2 separate regions of the Rattus norvegicus genome follow, and region 1 is linked to region 2. The links are chromatin contacts, called in public Hi-C maps. All regions are on one chromosome and are shown on one strand. Each heading gives the region's core, a stretch centred on a gene start, on an enhancer-like site or on the middle of the called end of the contact. The rest is flanking DNA. Distances are from core to core; before and after follow the strand shown.

What was found. A called contact is a pair of places that touch in the nucleus more often than the background predicts.
Region 1: a contact with region 2 is called in a Hi-C map of frontal cortex, with 1.8 times the contacts expected there. The contact joins the enhancer-like site here to the promoter of Cuedc2 in region 2. A contact is called at or near these places in 2 of 12 Hi-C or Micro-C datasets (frontal cortex and psoas muscle).

What each region holds. Positions count from the first base shown.
Region 1 is chr1:255,245,856-255,252,155 of GRCr8, reverse strand. The region is part of intron 3 of Sufu (SUFU negative regulator of hedgehog signaling); the gene reads right to left. Among named protein-coding and RNA genes, the nearest start is that of Sufu, 50 kb to the right of the region's middle. Within about 2 kb of position 2,010, at least 29 of the 93 cell types and tissues checked have an H3K27ac peak or open chromatin away from gene starts, as enhancers often do.
Region 2 is chr1:255,137,358-255,143,569 of GRCr8, reverse strand. Cuedc2 (CUE domain containing 2) reads left to right here and starts at 1,899. Exons shown (of 9, transcript NM_001079886.1): 1 at 1,899-2,443. It also overlaps a transcript of C1h10orf95 not described here.

The DNA.
Region 1 (6,300 bases), core at 761-3,260, 110 kb before region 2:
AATGAAAGGAGCTAGTGGATCACAGAAGACCACGTATTCTTGCCAGATGCCACTGCTATAGAGAACTGGGAGCAGTTGCAGGAGATGGAGAGGGAGCGGGCGGGGAAAGTTCTGCATGTGCGTTTCTTAGGGAGATGTTCCAGGCTCACTGAAATAATGGTTTCCAACTGTGAAGTATATATTATGTGAGTTATCAAAAGCTATTGTGAAAAAGAGGAGGAGGGAGAAAAAAGAAGAGGAAGAGGAGGAGACAAGAGGTGGAGGACAAGGAAGCGGAGGGCGTGATGATCCTGGAGTGGGGTAAAGTAGAGGAACCAAGCCCATCTTTACACCTCCCTGGCTCAGCAGCCAGCCTAGCGGAAACCAGCTCATACTGCTGGGACAGCATTTTACTATCCACAGTTGCAGAATCATGTGGCTGTCAGTGAGAGGGACGCTTCCCAATATTTGGCACTGCTACCAAGAGCTCTGCCTTATCTGTGTCCCTACATCATTATTATCTATTTTCCCCACAACACTAACACACTCCTTTCTCAAACAAGCTTAAAAAAATTTTTTTTTTCTCCATCCCCTGGAACAGGAGTTACAGATGGTTGTAAGCGCCATATTGGTGCTGGGAACCATACCTGGATCTTCTGCAAGAGCAGCAAGTGCTTATAACGGCTGAGCCAGCTCCTCAGCCCCTAAAGAAATCTAACTGTACTCAAACCTACTTTTTCTTCAGTGCTGGGATGAACATGACATACACATTAGGCATGTATTCTACCAAACATTCCCTCCACAACATGTATTTAAACAAACAAACAAACTTTAGGGGCTGGAGAGATGGCTCAGAGGTTAAGAGCTCTGACTGCTCTTCCAGAGTACTGAGTTCAATTCCCAGCAACCACATGGTGGCTCACAACCATCTGTAATGGGATCTGATGCCCTCTTCTGGTGTGTCTGAAGACAGCTACAGTGTATGCATATACATAAAATAAATAAATCTTTAAAAACAAAACACCTTTATACCATCATACTCATACTAAATACTGAAGAGTCATATTGTTCAGTTGTCATGGAGTAAAATCGGACAGCTTCAAAACAATACAAGGAAAACAACCCATTAGGTTCTAGCTGATACTGTTGCCAGATTATTGAAAACTGCGAATGAACACGTTCACAATGCTATACAAGTATTAGAAAGTCATATTAAACTCAGATAAAATCAACAGGGCTCAAAGAACTCTGGTGGCTCTAAGAGCAGAGCACAGTACTCTGGAGTTTGGAGGCCTTTGCCCCTTACTAGTTGTAACCTTAGGTTCAGTGCCCAATCCTAGGCCTCTGGTCTGTACTCAGTGTACTACTGCTATGTGCTGAAATACCACAGAGACACACGTGTAATTGCCAGAAAACAGGACAGCCACTGAGCCTGTAGTAACAGAAAGCACCCAGTAGGTGGCACCGTTGCTCCTGGTTTATGAAACAGATGGCTGGACCCTGCAGGCTTGTCCCAGGGCTCAGTTGTCTAGTGAGAGCCTCTATAAGACAGTAAAGACTTTAGATTGGACACAGGGAAAGGGTTGGGAAGGTTTAAAGCTATGACTTTCATCAACCATTATTGACTCCAATGTAAAAACAAATGGTTACCAACCCAAATGGTTAAATAAGAATAATCAAATAGCACTGTGTTCAGGCTTGATTTAGGAAGTAGTGAAGAGACCCTAAGCAAAAAGAGCCTCAGGCCAAGTTGCTGTTCTAGGGTCAACAGACACACCTTGCTCCAAGCATGTGTGTGGCCAAGGCTGCAGAAAGCATTACTGAATTAAGAGGAGTAAAAGAAAGCCTCACTTTGCAATAAATATTTAGAGAGCATGACACACTAACAGAACTTTCCAGAGAATGGCAGGGTCTGTAGTGGCCAAAAAATAGTCTTTCTTAACAATGAAAGAGGCTTGGTCACAGTTTTCAAGCTAAGGACAAAGCCACAAAGGGCTCATTCTTGAGTCCAGCCTGGTCTTTATGCCCTGAACACTTGGCCCTATTCTGTGGGAAGCCACCACAGGTCTCAGCGCTAGGCCCCAGCGCTGCCCCAGGAAGCTCTGGCCCTTCCGAGCCTTTTTCAAATGCTAATAAAGCCTTGGTTGGAGGCCCAGCTGTCCAGCCAGGGGCTAGAGGGGCTCCTTCCCTCTCTGGTTCCCTAAACCTCCTCACCAAGAGGGACTGGAAATCCCTGGGGTCAGGCCTGGCCTATAAAAGGCCATTCCTAGTAGGGGGCTGGGAAATGGCTTTTTATCCCTTCTCTCCTTCTTTCCTTCCTTCCTTCCTTCCTTCCTTCCTTCCTTCCTTCCTTCCTTCCTTCCTTCCTGTGAGCCCTCAGGTTACATGAAAGGCCACTGTCAGCCAGCAGAGTTCAGCCCTCTCTGAATGCTCAGTATTCAGGATATCAGAGAGCCTAAAGAAAGCCAGTTCCAGTCAGTGCCCTGCCCTGCTTGAAAGAACTCATGAGTCCACATGAACATTCCTCAGTAACTACTGCCTGGCAAACCCCTTAAAACCCTGTGCGCGTGTGTGGAGTGTGGATACCTACATGTTTGTGTGTATGTGTGTATATGTGTGTACATGCTTGCAAGCCTAGTGCTGAATGAGTGTTGACTCTGATGGACACCTCAAATTGGCCTTTCCCATCCCCACCTCCCCAGAGTCCAGCTTTAGTCACAGTGCTCTGAAGCCTGACTGATCAGGATATAATAGATTAGCAAAATCTAGGGAAATGGGTTTCAGGAAACAGGTATTGTTTGAAAGAGTGAATACATTCTCCAAGGGTTCCTAATTCATCCTAACCCCGTGTAGCATGATGGGCTGGCTGTCTGCGTTCTGTGTAATAGTATAGTCACACTGGTCTACAAGGAAAATAAGGCACAGCCCCCCCACCCCCAATTTGGCCCTTAGAACTAAAGTGCTTAGGGGGGAAGATAATGTTTTGGGGGGTTGTGTGGCTGAAGCAAGTGTTCCTTTCCAAGTACTGTTTTGAGTACCCTAGGATGGTGATCAGAGGCCTTCTAGGGACAGTCAGTGATAAGCAAGAAATACGACAGAGGGGCCAACAAGCTAGATGAACCTACAGGGTGGAGGAGAAACAACATCCTCCAAGTTCTCTGACCTCCATGTGCGTTCTCTCTCTCTCTCTCTCTCTCTCTCTCTCTCTCTCTCTCTCTCTCTCTCTCTCTCCCCTTACATGCGCTGCAGTCCAATAGGGGCAAACATATAGAGGTTGGGACAGGCAACAAGACTCTCCAGAGGTTGCTGTTTTAACCAGGTCTGGTTGAGGCAGTGAGGGAAACCAAGATCACACATCCCTGATTGGGCTCCCTAACTGTCCCCACTGCATCCCTCCTTAAGTTCACCCTGATTTGAAAGCTTGGGCATTTGCCTACTCTGCAGCCCTAAAACACCTATGCAATGCTAACTTCATTTGGGGAAGGGGTGCACCCAGCACTGACATTGAGGAGTACTATGCTGTGGCCCAGTGTCCTAAGACCCCTCTGCAGTCAGATCCACCTCCCCCTGACAGCACTTACCCATCAAAAGAGGGCAGCAGACTCCCTTCCTGCTGAGGAGGACCAGTCTTGTTCTTTCCCTCAAAGGGATCAAATATAGTTGTGAGTGAGCACTTCAGCAGGAGGAGCCTGCAGTGATTCTGCCTGAGACCAACCCCCCCCTCCCCCAAACACACACAGAACCCACTCCCCAAGCCACAGCAAGAGCTCTGTCCTACAGCAAGGCTCACTCAGAAACTGAGAAAGCAGCTGAATGTGAGGATGTGCACAGGAGCAAAATCAAAATATGTTCTGGGTAATTAATTCTTTTTAAACACTTGACCTTCTCCTAGGGGAGAGGAAAAGGTGTGACACTCTGGAGCGTTGACGCTTCAGTGGTACTAACTTGCATCCCAGCCTTTCTGCACATGTGCACACACGGCAGCCCTACAGCAGGGCTTCCAAACAGACTCTACCAGGGAAGGGCTGGGGTACAGCCATTCTTTAAGACGAGCAAACATACTACACATGCACAGATTTTCTATGTGCACAGTCAGTGGGCTCCTTTGCAGTTAGAAGACCAAGCCCTTCAGAGTTGAGCTGCTGTGGGTAGGAGCAGTTATGACATTCTTCCACCTGGTCAAGTGGTAAAAGAAAAAAATGTCCTCCTTCAACCCCACTGGCCTTTTGAAAATTCTGAAACTTGAAAAGTTCATTTGAGTGGGGTTCCTGACATTAATTTGGCTAAATGTGGCTGAAGACTCCAAAAAGAGAACCGACTATGCACATAACATATCATCCATCAGGAGGGAAGATGAAGGGAGGCCAAGCCTGCAACCCCAGCCATCCTGCAGCAGGATTTTTGAGATCCTTTTTCAAAAATAAAGAAAAGAAAAGCGAGAAGAAATACCCAGGGTGTTCCTTCTAGGTTTCACATGACATCAATAGGAGTTGGGAAAGATCAGAAATCTAACCACAAGAGATACAGAGCTGTACCCCTACAGATTGTCAAATACCTTTCAGTTGAGTGGGGCATGGTGGCCCACACCTTTAATCCAGGCACTTGGAAAGCGAGAGAGGCAGGTAGATCTTATGAGTTCCAGGCCAGCCTGCTCTACATAATGAGTTCCAGTCCAGTCAAGTTTATACGCTGAGACCCTGTCTCCAAAAACCAAACTAAAGCAGAAAAAAACCCTTCTCCCTCTCCACTTCCTTTCTCTTTAGGAAAGTCACAGTCACAGAGAGAGGACTGACTACACAGAAAACACCGTTCACAGTAAAGGAAGCTCAGTACACTGCAGTTATGTAGGCCTGTGCCCCAAATGAGTCTCCCGGGCTAGCAGAGACAGACTGTGGGTCCCTGAACTCCCTGTGAGCCAGGCACATGCACCTCATTCTCGCTGCTGCTACAGAGCTCAGATTCCTGTAGCCACAGCCCATGGCTATTCCTAGTAAAACTCTACTGATTTCACCCACCAGATGTTTAGCCTATGCCCTAAAAATACTAAAAATAAAAGCCCTAGGACTGGAGAGATGATATAGCTCAGTGGTTAAAAGCACTGGCTACTCTTCCAAAGGACCTAGGTTCAATTCCTAGCACCCACATTTGGAGGTTCACATCTGCCTATAACTTCAGGGATTCTATCCTCTAGGAGGATCCAACACCCTTACCCATCCACATACATAATTAAAAATAAAATCTAAAAACAAAAAGTAATAATGCTGTGCTATGCTAGGCGTGGTAGCACACATTTTTAACTGCAGCAGTCAGGAAGTTCAAACAAGAGGATCATGAGTTGGGGTACATCCTGGGCTACATAGTTTCAGATCAGCCATGGCTATACAGAGACCTGTCAAAATAAAGCAAGATAAATAAAAACCCAGAAAGTCAAATGGCCTCTGGGTCATTCATCTAAGTACCCAAATGAGCCAAGTCCATATACAAATTGTGTGACTCACAGGAGCTCTACCAGGGCAGTTTCTGAGCCGATGGATTTACTCACTGCCTCCTAAGGCCTATCATGTTAGGAAAAAATGTTTGGGCCCTGATGAGTAGCTAAGAGTTTTCTAGTTATTTCCATTGATTGGAAAAAACACGAAGCACAAAGGAAACAGTAAGCCCTTTGCCATATGGCAAGACTGCAAACATTCTAAGCACCTGCTGTGGGTCAAGGCTCAACTCTCCGCCAGCCCTTCCTTTAAACAGAGACGCCTCCTCTGTAGCATTCTTCACCCACTGCACAGCTCAGAGGCGGTATCAGTCTGAAAGCAACCCTTGTCTTTGTTTTTTTTTTGTTTTTGTTTTTTTTTTTTTCTTTTTTTTCGGAGCTGGGGACCGAACCCAGGGCCTTGCGCTCGCTAGGCAAGCGCTCTACCGCTGAGCTAAATCCCCAACCCCAGCAACCCTTGTCTGTATCCACTGCTAATCTGCTATGTAGGAAGTGGCACCTAGCCCCCCAACAACTGGACTGGAGGCTCGCCCTAAAGCTGTAGCCTGACTGTGGTGTCAGCTTCCCAACAGGGCTACCTTGTCTGGCCTCACTGGGAAAGGGTGAGCCTACTTTGGCAGAGACTTGATGCACTAGGGTGAGTGAATATAGAGGAGGCGCCCACCTTCTCAGAGGAAAAGAGGGGGAATGGGAGAGCCTCTGTGGGGGTGGGGTGGGAAAGGGGCAGTGTTTAATATAAATAAATTAATTAAATTTAAAATTAAAAAAAGAAAGTGGTGCCTCGGAGGGGCTGTTGGTCGGCAGCAGGCGAAGGCGCAGAGATAAACCGTAGT
Region 2 (6,212 bases), core at 650-3,149:
GAATTTAGGGGACCGGAAACCAGGAACTAAGGGCAAGGCCACATTAGCTGTGTATATCTAACAGATGGTTTTCTGGAGCAATGGTTCTCAACCTGTTGGTCGCAAACCCCTTGAGAATCAAAGGGCCCTTTCATTGGGGTCACCTAAGACCATCAGAAAACACAGACATTTACAATGTGATTCGTTTTTTTTTAGAGCTGAGGACGGAACCCAGGGCCTTGCGCTTGCTAGGCGAGTGTTCTACCACTGAGCTAAATCCCCAACCCCTACAATGTGATTCGTAACAATAAAAATTACACTCATGAAGTAGTAGTAAAAATAACTTTATGGTCGGGGGTAACCATAACACAAGGGACTGTATTAAAGGGCCTGAGCCTTTGGAAGGTTTAGGACCACCATTTTAGAGATTCATGGAAGTGCTACCTGACATTTTAGTCTGTAGCAGTTCCTTCCCTCTGCCCACATTCTGTTCTGAGGCCCCAGAACCTGACTCCAGCTGCACAGAGTTAGGTCTCCCCAGAGTCTGAGTTAGGAATAGAGAAGTTCCCCCTAGAAATCTTTGGCATTGTTATTCCCTGAGAGTTCAGGGTTATCTTTTCTGCTATCTAGCTACACCCAGTAGCAAACCATGCAAGAATGGGAGATGGGAGAGGAAGGGTAGAGCCTTGGGTATGCAGGGGTCTGGGTTAGAACAAGAGGCAGCTCTGCTGAGGAAACCTGTAGGTTCCGGGAATGGGGGTGGTAAGGAATAAACAGTCATCTGTATTGTGCAATGGGTAAAGGGGAGGGGGAAAGGGGACCCAGAAGGGAGAGCAGGCAGGAGCCTGGGGCTGATGGGGGAGACCATTGGTTCCTTTCCAGAGGCCTGCTTGGCAAGAGTTCAAAGTGGCTGTCACCTACCTCTTATTAACCCTCACAGCGCCAGTCTGGCAGCAACAGTACTTTTATGGGAGAAGCCAAGCCTGCCCCTCCCTCTCCTCCTTCCTTCTCCTTCTCAGCAGTCACCCACCCTGTTGGGGAGGAGGGAGCCTATGGTGAGGAGCAGTGTGGGGAAGCTGAGGTAGCAGGAAGAGAAAGCAGAAGCTGAGGACTTACTTACTGGGTCCTGGTGTATAGCTGCCCTGTCTCTTCTAGATTATTAGCCCTGCCAGCGTAGGCAAGAGGACACTGTGGCTGCAGAGGATCTGCAGGCTGTCTTGGACCCGGGTTCAGTTCTATCCTCACTTCAAGCATTTAATGTTCATCACCTGCTAAAGACCCTGTAAGCCACGTTAATCTTGGGAAGACATCTATAAGGGACAAAGGGGACACATAAGGTCCTGGAAGTGAGACCCCAAGAGCTGACTGGGTGGCAGGGCTTGAAGCCAGATCGAACACATGCTGGAATATGGGGGAGATCTTTAGATCTTGCAATAGGAGACACCACATCCAGTCGGTGACCCACAGAGATTGAAGAAGGACCGGAAAGACAAGGAAGAGGAAAGGGAAATCTATAGGATTTCCAGGTGGGGCTCCTGGTGACGAGGAAATAAGGCAGGGAAGGAAATCCTGGAATCTTTCAGGAATAAATGCCGAAATGTTCCGGACCTCTAGCGGACAATAAGGGAACAAGTCAGTCATGCCTCTCTACCCAAAACAAAAATGGCCGCCGGAGGAGCCGGTTCAAAACGCGGGTATATTTGAAAATGAGGAGAGAAACCCCGCCTTTGTACGGGCAAATTGCCCTCTTCAAAAATGGCCACCATGTCATCCTCCAGAAGGGAACTGCTCTGGCCCCGCCTTTGGTCTCCTTGTTGGGGCTAGGGGGTAAGAACTGCACCGCGCGGGACAAGTCGCCGGCGGCGCCTGACGGAGCAGGTGATTTCCCTTCCAGCCTTAGGAGAGTCTCAGAGAGCATTGACACAGGGTACCTACACTTCATGGTGTTCCCTTACAACACCCCCCCCCGGGGGGGGTGTCGGCCGGACCCCTTTCTCTAATTGTCTCCGTGGCCTGTATGGAGGAACATCTAGTTTGTTCAGGCCTATCTCGTCACGTGACTCACCCCCTTCCACTGGCGGCTGCTGCATCGCTGTCCTCCGGCAGCTATTGTGAAAGTTTTTGAGTGCCCTGCTAACGGTTATAAAAAGCTCTTGCTTCAAGGGTCGGCCGTCAAGGGGATCCTACTTTCTGTGCTTCACCTCCCGTGGTTTGTGCACTTGCCTAACTTTGAGTGGCCGGATCCCTTGTTCCTCACAATGGCTTTGGTACTAAGACCTGGCGTGGGAATCAAGGTGAAATAGTATTTGCTAAGTCCTTCATTACGCTTCATCGAGTCTTTACTAAAGGGCACGGAAGAAGTAGTGAAGACCTCTGGGCTAAGGACCCCTTTACTCCCTTAGCTTCTCAGGGCTCCTTCCCACATTGCTTCCCAGGAATTCTCCATCCACGTGGCCTGCTCTCAGTAAGTGCCTCTCCACTCTGAGGGAGTAGCATGATACTACATTCTCCAATCCAAGTTGCCCAGAGGATCCCTCTAGCCCTGCACCCTCGAATAGAGTGTCTGAAGGGTGCAGGCCGGTACCCACTCCTTTGGGAGGCTTTCAAGCCATCTTGGGCCAGTGGGGATGGTAGCTGAGTTAGCTGGCTGTAGAGAGGAAGTGATTTCTGAAGAATCGTGCTTGTAGAGGCACAGGGGGAAAGTTGTTCTGAACAGGGAGATGGGGCCGAACAAGCAAAGAATCTGATCTAGACAAGACTGATGGATGGCCAGGCAGGAGAGGCCACACCACTGGCATTGTGAGAGGTGGTGCAGTGTTTAACAGAGGCTTCTGGTGCCAGGCTTTCTTTCCCTGTGTGAATCTGCCATTAAACCTACCCTGTGACCTTAGGAAAGTTTCTCAAATTTCCAGTGCCTTCATTTCTGTTCAGGTAACAGGCAGAATAGAATTACCCACATTTTAAAGCTTGCTACAAGGATTAAGAAAGTTAATGCCGTGCTTTATATGCAGTCAGTAGATGCTGCTTTTCACCCTCATCAGAGATGTTTTCCCTACTATCTTTAGATGTATTTCATCAAATTATATGTATGTAATATGTATTATGTATATGTATTACTCCTTTGCTTGCATGTATGTCTGTGTACCACATGTATGCCTGGTACCCTTGGAGCTGAAAGAGAGTGTTGTATCCCCAGGGACTGGAATTCTGGACAGCTGTAAGCCGTGTGAGTGCTGGGAATCGAACTTAGGTCTAATGCACGAACAAGTGCTCTCAACTGTTGATCTGTCTCTCCAGCCCCCAACAGAGCTATTTTAGCAGAACTCCTGAAAGAATGGTTGTCACATTTCATAGGTTACCGCCAAACAGTAATCTCTGTTTGGGGTTCTCAAGAAGTAATGGGGTCCTATGGGCTATTATCTGGAATTTGAGAAGTCCCATGGAAATCCTGATTTTATTCCAGAACAAAAACAAGATGCCCAGGCTGACTCAGGAAGCCAGTTTAGTAGTTCAGGCCTTCCCCAGCTCAGGGGAGACAAACATTAGGAAGTGACCCCAAGCAGGAAGGACATGCCAGGGAAGCTGGGAGGAAAGAGAAGGGAGAGAAGGAAGGGAGATGTGGCAGATGCTAAAATCTGGGCCATGTTTGATCAGTCCAAGAACAAGAGGAGAGGCGATGGCCCCTTAGCAGAAAAGCCAGCCACAGAACCTTGACGGAAGAAGGCTTTTCCTTTGAAGACAGTTTGCAACTCCTACCCTTTGGTTAGAAATCCAGAGACACCCCATATATCCCTGGAGAAGCTTCCTCAGAAACTGGGCTTTCATGGGCAGCCAAGTTTCTTTTTCCCTGCAGAGGTTTCCAGGCCACTGTCAACAGTCAGGGTGTGAAGGTGGGGTAAGTGTCTGGAGGGGGTATGTTTTCAGGGGAGTTGCATGATGGGGCTAGAATGCCTGGGCAAAGGTGTTCTGCCCCTGCACTAAGGCTGCCCCATGGCTAAGGTCTGCCCCATGGCTAAGGGTCACAGTGTGGTCATCTCCTTGGGAGATGGGAGTTACTCAGTCCTCCTTCCCAAATGACTTGTTCTGTCACAGCTACATCCTTACATTCTGTGGGAATCTTGATATCCCTCATCCTCAGCGTTAACCCTAAATTGACTCTGGAGAGTTGCTGGGGAGTCCAGCCTTGGGCATCGCACATGCAGACCTTGTACTGCTGAGCTGCATCCCCTGAACTTAGATCTAACTGGGCAGTTCACTCAGGTAACTCTGGCTGCTCCATTAAACTCAGTGGGTTTCACTCATCATCTGTACAGACAGGAGTCATTGATTTTTTTTTTTTTCTTTTTTTCGGAGCTGGGAACCGAACCCAGGGCCTTGCGCTTGCTAGGCAAGCGCTCTACCACTGAGCTAAATCCCCAACCCCGAGTCATTGATTTTTGAGCGCCTAGTTCCCAAGGATGTTGAGGGCAGAGGGTTGGAGCAAGGTTCCAGGGGAGGAAACAGGAGAGTTGTCTTCGACTTCATAAAACAACTGGAAGAAACATTAAACATAGTTCAAATAATTCACTAACTATGGCTATGAAAAGCCCCGGTAAGTAAGGAAAAGTTACTCTGTCTGGAGAGTATTGGGTAGTCGTGAGTAGACGAGCCCTAAAAGTGGCTCACTCACTATGTAGACCAGGCTGGACTCAATTCATAGAGCTCCACCTGCTTCTGTCTGCTGAGTGCTGGGATTAAAGGTGTGAGCCACCACATCATCATTTTTAAAGCTGCGTTGTGTTCAGGTGGGGCAAAAAGGGATGTCAGGCCCTATCGGGAACCTCCTGGTGTGGATGGTGATGTGCAAACTCTGCTACTCTGATACAGCAGTAAGTACCCTTCACTGAGGAGTCGTCTCTCCAGCCCCAGCTACTGGACTTTAAGTAACTCATATAGCTATGGTATGGAGAAGACATTGCTGGGGAAGAGATCGTAGCAGGGAGAGAGAAAGCTCCAGGAAGCTCCTGCAGGTGAGAAATGGCACAACGTGGATGCTGAGGAGGAACTAAGATATAGGGCTAGGGGATGCTTCGGTGGGTACAGTGCATGCTGTACAGGCATGAGGACCCAAGTTCTGATCCCTGGCACCCAAGCTAAGAACAACAACAAAAACAGGCATAGCCAGACATAGTGGTACCTGCCTTTAATCCCAAGCAGACGCAGGTGGATCTCTGTGAGTTCAAGACTGTCCCGGAGTACATAGTAAGTTCCAAGACAGCCAACACTAGATAAGAGATCTTGTCTCAAACAAACAAAAGCAAAACAAAAAAACCCAAAACCTTACAAACAGGTGGGGTAGCACAAACCTGTAAGTCCAGCACTGTGGGTTCAAGACAGGAGTGCCAAGGCCAGTTAGAAAAGCCAAAATGGAATGCTCTGGGTTCATCAAGAAAGAGCTACTGCCTCAAACGGGGCAGTGGTAGTGCATGCCTGGTAGAGCATGCCTTTAATCCCAGCTCTTGGGAGGCAGAGACAGGCAGATCTCTTGAGTACTGAGTTCCAGGACAGTCAGGGTTACACAGAGAAACCCTAACTCAATAGAACAAAACAAAGACAAAAAAGAGATTCTGTATCAAAAAAACCCCCAAGGCTCATGCCTTTAATCACAACACTTGGGAGGCAGAAGCAAGAGAATCTCTGGACCATTCTGGGCTGCATAGAGAGCTCCAGGACCCCCAGCTCCGGAAAAAAAAAAAAGTTCCAGGACAGCCAGGACTAAACAGAGAGACCTTATCTTAAACCAAAAAGGTAGGCAAGTCATTGAAGCAGACAGCTTGTTGTCACCCTCTGGCCTCCATATACACATACCCCGTTAGCAAGCCCACCCACGATCCCACAGCACTGCACACTACACTACACTGTACCCACATACATAGTAGATGTGTTAAAGGGTAGTCAGGAGTTTGTAACTGGTTGGTGGAAAGCAAGGGCAGGGTGGTGTCACCGTTCATTCCTAGATTTGTAGCAGGAACTGTGTGTGGACATGCATTTAGGGAGGATGTCCCTTTGGGACGTGCAAAGTGTAAGGTGCCTGTGACCTTTCAATATAGTGTCATCAGTAATGTATAGAGAGAACAGCTCATAGGCTGAACCAGGGGACTGAGCATTTGGGAGTTGGTGACATACAGTTGTGCCTAAGGAGGGACCCAGATGGACCACTGCTAAGAGAAAGCAGCAGGGTAAGGAGGGTAGTG